Regions from separate parts of the Sus scrofa genome. Here region 1 is linked to region 2. Evidence: chromatin contacts called from public Hi-C data. All regions are on one chromosome and are shown on one strand. Each heading gives the region's core, a stretch centred on a gene start, on an enhancer-like site or on the middle of the called end of the contact. The rest is flanking DNA. Distances are from core to core; before and after follow the strand shown. Region 1 holds the start of RALGPS2 (ras-specific guanine nucleotide-releasing factor RalGPS2). Region 2 overlaps LOC110255517 (a long non-coding RNA gene).

Region 1 (4,491 bases), core at 458-2,957, 140 kb after region 2:
GTTAAGACATTTATACAAGACAGAATTCCCTGTTGTTCCTCAGTTTTCCTAGTTTTTAAAAGCAGTGATATTGGGATATGTATGTATGTATATGTATATATTTATAACATATATATAATTGTTGTATGTATTCCTGTGGGCACACAGCCAACCACTTTTTCCTAAATTTCTTACACTTTAAAAAGATTAAACTTTTACTCAACCTGAGTTACCCAGCTGGAAGGATTTTCCCTCCAAGTGCTAATTCTGTTCGCCTGTTGTTTCTTTGGGACTTGAAGCAATCAACATCTATGGGAAAACTTCCTATATACATTACTCATTTCCCCCTTTTCCTTTTTCACCAATAGTCTGCCCCACCCAACCACACCCCTTTATTTGGGGTCTTTTCTCATTTAAAAGTTTTTTTCTTCTTCTTCTTTTGGTTTCTCTACTTCTCCCAGTGATTTCAGCACGATTCAAGACTTCCTTTGAAAGTAAATGAAATTAAAATGAAAAACAATGAACTTTACCCCTCTTTGTTTCTGTTTTTTAACTTACCTTCAGGTGTAAGGTGGGGAAGGTGAGGGGCTTTAAAGAACTAACTCTATTTGAGAGAAAGGGGTTGAAGGGCATTCTAGCTTCCCTAACTAAAGAGCTGTGACACAAGGCAAAGGAGGAAATAATCAGCATTCTTCAAGACACAGGATTAATCAGTTCTGTTTGGTGGTTATTAAAGAGAGGAAAGAAACGAAATGGGAACAATTTTAGCCCTTTCATGTTTTATGCCCCATGCTGGTACACAGTATTCCTTCCACATTCTACTGCCCATTGCCTGGAGAAAGAGCTGCAGATCATCAAATAATCATCCATTTTCAAATGGTCTAATGATAGCGTGTACAAAGGTGGCTCACTTAAAACCTTCCATTTATAGTCACACTGCATCAAATGGTGCTAATTTTAAGTAGGCCACCCCAAATAGTGCATCCTCCGAAACAACACCCTTCCACTGTTTAACCAAATTCATCCCTTTTTCATTCACAGGAAAGCGTTAAAATTTCAGAATCTTGTTCTTGCACCGAACGAGAAAATTCTGCTCACCTGGAACTCATCAATCTGAGACCCAAGGGATGCCAAATTTCTGCCATTTGCTCTTAAGCCAAGGGCATCACTCAAAGGCCTATTTCTAACACCTCTCGAATCTTACTGTGTCAAAGTATTGATCACCCTAATTTGTGACGGCAGTGGGGTCTTCACCTTTGGAACCCCCTCACTTGCGCGCAGCGACTTCTAAAAACACCGCTGACGCGGGCAGGATATTCGATCTAGGGACCGAGTGTTTGCAGACTTTGTTCTCTGGCCTTAAAGGTGAGGTGGTGGCGCTGAAGCGACGGACACCACAGCGGATTTCACCGTGGAGGCGCGGGTGGCGGGGCTGCGGCGGGGGCCCCCACCTGTCGGTCTTCCCACCCTTCCCCGCCCCCTCGTTTGGCCGGGAGCGGCCCCTCCCTCCCACGCGCGCAGGGCGGAGGGACTGCGGCTGTAGGCGCGCGCCGCGGCCGCCGGCCCCCGGCGGCAGTTGGGCTCGGCCCGGCAGAAGCGCCGCTGGCGGGGGCGCGCGCGGGGAAGACCCCGCCGGCCGCTGCGTTCGGGGCCCGCGCGAGCGCGCCCGGTTGGTGCGCGAGCGCGGCTCCGCCCCGCCCTCTCGGCGCACGCCCCCGCCCGGTCCGCTCTCCTCCCCCACCCTCGGCGCGGACGGGGTGGATCCAGCTCACTCCCCTCCCCCGAGCGGCCGCGGCGGCTGCGGGCGCTGAATGAGAGACGCCGACTGCTCGGGTTGCTGAGCGCTAGCCTAGGCGGCGGCGGCGGCAAAGCGGCGGAGCGGGAGGCCGGCGCCGTCTTTCCATCGTCCGAGGCGTCTGCCCCGGCTGCACAGGTCGGTGCTCTGGCCGCGGGCCTGGTGCGGAGCCTTGTAGGGCGGTGCGGGGGGTTGGGAAGGTGGGTGCGCTGCGCCCCCCGGGCGGCGCTGAGCCGCAGCAGCGGCGGCGGCGGCGCGGGGAATGGCGGCGGCCCGGGCGCTGCGGTGTGTTGATCTCCCGGCCGCGGGCTCCAGCGCTGTTCGCCCTCGGCGCGGGGAGGGGGCTGCGGAGCTCGGGCTCAGGGAGGAGGGGGCCCGGGGTCTGGGAACCAGGGCCGCGTCTCCCTTGGCGGCTCGCTCTCGGCGTCAGGAGGCGGCCATGGGGTCTCCGCTCCAGGTCTCTGTCCTGGGGCCCCGGGCATGGCGACCCCCGGAGCCCGCCTCGCCTCTTTTTCTCCCGGGTGGCGGAAGCCCCCGGCCTCCGCTAGCGCTGCCCTGGCTCCGGGAGGCGCCTCTGCCTCCGTTCAGGTGAGCGGGAGCGGGGACCGGCCGAGCCGGGCCACACCCCCTCCCCGGCCCTGGCAGCTGCGCCCCGAAGCCGGACTGCCCAGCTGGCTATCTGCGGACCCGCACTCTCGCGGTCAGGGTGACCTGTTGCGGGGCGGCCCGCTGCGCGAATGGCCTGCCTGCCTAGGACTCGAAAGGGCCAGTCCTGCGGTGGCCCGGGGCGCTGCCCGAGGTCGGAGCTGTACCGCTAGGAGCGGGCGTTCTGAAAAAAGGAGAGATTGCCCACGATCCGACCAGACACTTGCAAAGCCGGGATATCTGTCTGCAGATATCCGGAATTCCATTGCAGTATCGGATTCAGTAGGCTCATAAACACCATGCTTTGGAGGTGATTTGGGAGAAACCCGATCCAGGAGTGAGGAGCGGATATCTGTAGCTGGAAAAGAGCCGTAAACCTGTGCAGAGCTAAATTATGCCCCCACCTGCCCCCCTCAAAGCTCTTTTCCTGTAGCTGTGTGTTGTGTAGACGCAGGCCAGTTTCAGTGTACGTGGGCGTGTTTGGGAAGAAGCTGCGAGCTGATAGGAGGTACCTTAGTACAAATGTTAATTTGTTTTAACTGGGAGGGGTGAGGGAGGAGGAAGAAGAAAGGGCTCTGAGGTTAGCTGTGGAGGAGGGGCCATTGAAACACTAAATTTCTGTTTAAGAAAGCCCTCAAAAGAAATATCTAATACTCAGCGTTGAAGCCCACAAAGGAGGAAAGACAGGCGGCAGTTAAATGGAGCTCTCTCATTTACGTGCCCTGGACTTTAAAATGTCAACACTCTAGTTGCTATAGAGAGTTTTGTTTTCCTACCAGTGTTTATGAGTTGATTTTGGTGTTTTTTGTATTCACCGTCAAATTGATTCTGTTCAGATCTCTTTGAAGATGACCGTCAGGATTTTAGGAAACTTTTCGATCCGTGCAGTCTAGTTCTGCAGCCAAAGATCATAGCCGTAAAAGCCTGTTCCATCCAGATAACTGTGCTTATACAAGTGCAGTAGAATCATGAAGTGTGGTACTGTAACTGCTGCATAACTTACTGTAGACTTTAGAATTATAAAGGAACTTATCCAGACAGTATTATTGTAATAAAGAGAACCTCTGACTCGAGTTTTGTGGACATAAGTTTTATCATCTAGCTTCAGAGATTTTGAAAATACTCATTCGCTTAAAAAATCAAATGTAAGAACATACGATGCCTTTTCAAGCAGATAATTGTAATTAACTTATTTTGAACTTAGTTTTTCTCTTTAAAAATCAGTGTAATTTATTCCACCTTTTGTTTAATTAAGGAATTTGACCTTTCTGACTCCTCAGGGTGGAACTCTGGAACTATTGTTCATTTTGCTCAAATACTTGTAGATTACAACAGAACTTCAAAGATAATACTTGTTTTATCAAGATTGCAACCTGTGTTTCTGATACATATTTTGATTATCAGGAAGAACAGACCAAAATCTCCTGAGAGAAAATAGAACTACTATAAAACTGACTTTATGGATTTTTTACCTTGTGTACTTTTCTTATATATGGTGAGTGATGTATTTGTGTGTGTTTATATACCCAGTACATGTCTTTTTCATTATTAGGTCGTTATAGTTGAGACAGTAGTTACTTGTAGTGAATGATGAATATCTGTATAGGTGAAATTGCTCTCTTGCAACTTAAAACACTTAAGCTTTTATCCAGCTTTTGCCCAGCTCATTTGTTCATTCATTCATTCATGCTACATACGTGTATTGAGTTCCTACTCAGTACCAGTTAGTTGCCTAGATGTTGATGATACATACAGTGGGAGAAAAAAGGCAGGTCTGTGGCCTGATGGACCTTAAACGTAAGTAGGCAAGTAGTTGTCAGATAACATGGTTTAGGGTTAGTTTAAAAATGTAAGAAGTAAAAACTCCTCCTCTGATTTTTGTTTAAGGATATTTGTTGTGTTTTTCCTTTTAAAAATAGTGGGAATCATTACTGAGTGAACAAAAGCTTTAAGACAGTTGTTCAAAAATATATTGATATTTATGTATATTGGGTATCTGGTTCCCAAGTACACCAAATAAACAGTCTACTTGAAGTCACATGATGCATAATTTACATGCGGTTAAATAGCTT
Region 2 (4,634 bases), core at 1,087-3,586:
TCTAGTAAATCCAGTGTCTGGACTTCTTCGGGGTTTTTTTTTTTTTTTCCTGTGTATGAACTGTATTTTCTTGCTTATTTACTTGTCTGGCAATATTTTGTTGAACACTAGACATTCTAAATAATATATGTGACAACTGGAATCAGATTTTCTACCCTTCTCACGTTTGTTTTGCTATTTGTTATTGTTAGTTTGTTTCGTGGCTTTTCTGAACTAAGTCTCTTTTCTTTGTTAGGTTGGCCACTGAAGTTTCTGCTTGATTATCTTAGTGGTCAGCTAATGATTGCACAGAGATTTCTTTAAATGCTTTGAACTAATAAATCTCCCAGTCTTTGCTGAGGACTCTCTGTGAGTGTTGAATTGCCTTCAACACAAAGCCAGGTAGTTGACAGCTCTGTCTTAGCCTTTACTTCTTCCTTTTTCAGAGCCTCAAGGTCAGCCAGAGGTGACCCTCTCAGGTCTTTCCTGAACATGCCCACAGCCCTACATATACATATCACCTTGTGGATTACCAATAATGTGTCAGGGTTTTTCAAAGCTTTATAAACATTTCATTTTACAGTTTTTCCTTTTAAGCTTTTTGGGTAGATTATTTGTGCAACTGTTACCCACCACTTTAGGCAGCTGTAAAGTTTAAAAATTGCCTCTAATTGTTAACAAACATACTAAGGTAAAAGGCTTTTCACACTGAGTTCCAAGGTAGGTCAAATAAAGATACGCTTGCCAGGGCGGTCTTTGAGAAAATCACCAGAGAAGTCAAATAATGACAGTTCTCTTGGAATGAGGTTTTAAAGGCACGTCAATCCTGTTTTGCCCCTTCCAGGGGGGTTGGCATGTTTCTAGTTTTCACCATGATTGGAAGCTTTTGATTTTCAAGGCCACCGCGGAGCTGGGGAGAGATGGTGTTAAAATGCCACAAAGTTTGCTATTCTTACGGAGATCCAGTGGTTTTTCTTGAATGAATACCTGTAGATTGAGTAAACAGGCTCACCAAAAAGCCTTTTGTTAATTTTCAGAGTTTTGAAAAAATGTCGATTCTGACCACGTTGCTTTCATGGAGGAGTTTTTGAAGGTTCCTTTGACTCATGCCCCTTGGTAGCTCTTTTGATCCTTATTATAGCAGTTAGGATTAGGTCTGTCTACATGTGACCAAAGACCCCAAGTAACAGTGGCTTAAATACACACGTTGTATTGTCTCACATTAAGTTAAAAGTAAGTTGGAACTGGAGTTCCCATCGTGGCTCAGCGGTTAATGAATGCGACTAGGAACCGTGAGGTTGCGGATTCGATCCCTGACCTTGCTGAGCTCTGATTAGACCCCTAGCCTGGGAACCTCCATATGCCTCGGGAGCAGCCCCAGAAAAGACAAAAAGACAAAAAAAAAAAAAAAAAAAAAAAGTAAAAGTTGGAACTGTTCAGAGACAGCGGCTTCTTTTCGCTTTCAGCTCTGCCAGCCCTAGAGTGTGGCCCTCATGTTAAGAGTCTGAGATAACTGCTTAGCTCCTGCCTTCCAGGAAACAAGATGAAGGAAGAGGTGAAGACGAGCATACACCCTTCCTTTAAGTACACTTCCCAGAAACGGCACATGGTGTTTCAGAACATGGTCACATGGCCACATGGCCACACCCAGCTCAGAGGAGGCTGAAAAGATAGGGTCTTGATTTAGAAGGCCATGTGCACAGCTGAAAACTAAGGGTTTATTAGTAAGGAAGGAGGATGATTAGCTGTGAAGATAACTCTTTGACAGGTGAAAAAACAGAGGTTTAAAGACATTCACTAATTGATCCAAGGACACCCCGGCTGTGTGCGGTGGTCCTGGGATTCAAATCAAGTGATCCGATCCTAAAGCCTGTTCTTTTAACCCTTTTGCCATGCAGATTCAGAGACAAGCTTGATGAAATCACAGAGTTGGCAAGCACAGATATATCTGGCCCCAAAACTCATCTTTTTTCCATATTTACCCCAAGCCATCTATTTTACTCTGGTGGGCCATCTGGAAAGGGAACAAAATAGATCTCATTGTTCAAGCTGAAATGCCTGGTTAGAGGTTCATTAAGACATCTAAATAAAGGGCATCAAGTGCCTTTGAAATACAGGACCACAGTGAGTGCTGGAAGGACAGCGAATGAACCAAGATGACAGATAATCAGAACTAGAGCTATTAGGAAACACATGCAGTAGAACTTGCTTTCCAAAGTGGGGTTAAGGGACCAGTAAGGTAGAGGCCGTGCATTGCTATTAAGAAATCAGTATTGAAGGTTGCAGCCTTGAACAGAACCTAAAGTCCTAAAGTTGTTTTGTTTTTCCTCACTAACCTCTTGGACTCCTAGCCCTGCTCCAACCAGTCAGTGTGCTGTTGTTTGTCCCTTCTGTGCCCATCTGGCTCTGGGATGGGGTGAGGCCCAGAGGAAACCCAGTCTTCAGGGTCCACGGAGCCCACCCAAGGTCTAAGGGGATGAAGGCCATTGCAGTTTGATAACCAACAGAAGCACAGTTGAAGTTGTGGTGACTAAAACAGCCCCATTCATAGCCACCTGAAGATAATCCACTGTTCTCTACGGTTTGGAGCCATTACACACACAAAGATTGGGTTCCAGCGCTGGAGTGATTCTAACTCTATCTAATGGTGTCTGTTTGAGTTATTGAACTTAAAAAAACCTCATGGTTGGAATTTGGGCTCCATAAGGAGCTGCCATCTGTTTGCCTTCTTTGCATCTAGAAGCCTCCTTACTAGCACACAGGGCATATCCACTGCTAAGAGATCCCTCCCCACCCTGTCCTGGCACCCCAAAATAACCCCTGGTCATACCTTCCCTTCACACACACACACACACACGTGCAGAAATAACTCCAGCCTTTGCTTTTGTCCTCTGCTTTCACCTTTTTCCAGGCTCCCACACTGTTCTTTCTGTGGCTTCACACCTGAACTCTTTCTCCCTACACCAAGGTTAAAGTAGCTGGTATGAAAATACCAGATTACATTTAATATTTAAAATTTAATTGAACACTTTATTTTGAGTAGTTATAGATTCACATGCAATGGTAAGAAATAACACAGAGAGCTATCACGAGCTCTTTACCCAGTTTCCCAGTGGTGGCATCTTGCAAAACTTGGTACAATATCAGAGTCAGGCTATTGACGTTGGTCTAATTCCCAGATCTTATTTATATTTCCTTTGTCGTGTGTGTGTGTGTGTGTGTGTGTGTGTTTCTATGCTATTTTATCACGTGTGAAGGTTTGTGTATCACTCACTATCTCTTGTGTTGCCTTTGAATAACCCCACCTATCTCCCTCTTGCTCCTCCCCCACCAGCCCACCCATGGCAACCTGTTCTCTATTGCTATATTTTTGTTGTTTCCAGAATGTTATATAAATGAAGCTGTAGCCTATGTAACCTTTGGGGATTGATTTTTTAAAATTCAGCCCAGTTCCCTTGATAGCCATCCAAGTTTTTGCATGTGTCAAAAAGTTGTTCCTTTTTATGCTGGGTTTTATTCTAAGGTAGGATGTACCATAGTTAGTTTCACCATTTCCCCGCTGAAGGACCTCTGGTTGTTATCAGTTTGGGGCTGTTATGAATAAAGGTGCTATGAATGTTCATAAACAGGTTTTTGTGTAAAAATAAAACATAAGTTTCTATCCTCTGGGATAATTGTCCAAGAGTGCATTTACTGGATCATGTAGTAATTGCATGGTTAGTTTTATGAGAAACTACCAAAATGTTCTCCACCAGCAGTAAATGAGTGATTCTGTTTCTGTACATCCTTGCCAGCATTTGATGTTATCACTACTTCTGATTTTTGTCATTCTAATAGGTATGTAGTAAAATTTCATTGTGGTAATTTAGTTTTTTTAAATCTATTTTTATTTTATTTTTATTTTTTAAATGATTACACCAATGGCATATGGAAGTTCCCAGGCCAGGGACTGAATCTGAGCCACAGCTGCGGCAACACCAGATCCTTTAACGCACTGCACCAGGTTGGGGATTGAACCTGTGCCTCTGCATCAACCTGAGCTGCTGCAATCAGATTCTTAACCCACTGTGCCACTGCAGGAACTCCTACATCTGTTTTGGTATATCAACTTTTAATTGTAAACTCATGTATGTATCTTTCATGTATTGTTTTTTTCTACTACATTATTATTATTATTATTATTTTACTTTTTAAAATTGAATTATGTTTACTGACGATATTATTTAAGACAGGTGTATAATACAATGATTTAAATTTTAAATGTATACTCCATTTAAAGGTAATGTAGAATTTGGCTATATTTCCCATGTTATATGGTATATCCGTGTAGCTTATTTATTTTATACAAGGCAGTTTGTACCTCTTTCTCCCCTACTGCTATATTGCCCCTCCCCACTGGCAACCACTAGCTTGTTCTCTGTATCTGTGGGTCTGCTTCTTTTTTGTTATATTCATTGGTTTGTTGGGTTTTGTTGTTGTTGTTGTTGTTGTTTGTCTTTTTTGGGCCACACCCATGGCCTGTGGAGGTTCCCAGGCTAGGGGTTGAATCAGAGCTACAGCTGCTGGTCTATGCCACAGCCACAGCAGTGCAGGATCTGAGCCACGTCTATAACCTACACGGCAATGCCGAATTCTTAACCCGCTGAGCAAGGCCA

What was found. A called contact is a pair of places that touch in the nucleus more often than the background predicts.
Region 1: a contact with region 2 is called in a Hi-C map of liver, with 5 times the contacts expected there. The contact joins the promoter of RALGPS2 here to the enhancer-like site in region 2. A contact is called at or near these places in 2 of 5 promoter capture datasets (fetal liver and fetal skeletal muscle), 3 of 47 Hi-C or Micro-C datasets (embryonic fibroblasts, liver and skeletal muscle) and 1 of 2 datasets of contacts at active chromatin or transcription factors (skeletal muscle).

The regions. Positions count from the first base shown.
Region 1 is chr9:120,560,671-120,565,161 of Sscrofa11.1, forward strand. It overlaps RALGPS2 (ras-specific guanine nucleotide-releasing factor RalGPS2), which reads left to right and starts at 1,708. Exons shown (of 20, transcript XM_021063727.1): 1 at 1,708-1,912.
Region 2 is chr9:120,415,490-120,420,123 of Sscrofa11.1, forward strand. All of the region lies in intron 2 of LOC110255517 (a long non-coding RNA gene), which reads left to right. Among named protein-coding and RNA genes, the nearest start is that of CLEC20A, 65 kb to the left of the region's middle. Within about 2 kb of position 2,337, at least 3 of the 83 cell types and tissues checked have an H3K27ac peak or open chromatin away from gene starts, as enhancers often do. A contact at or near this core is called in fetal liver and liver, where this site is marked.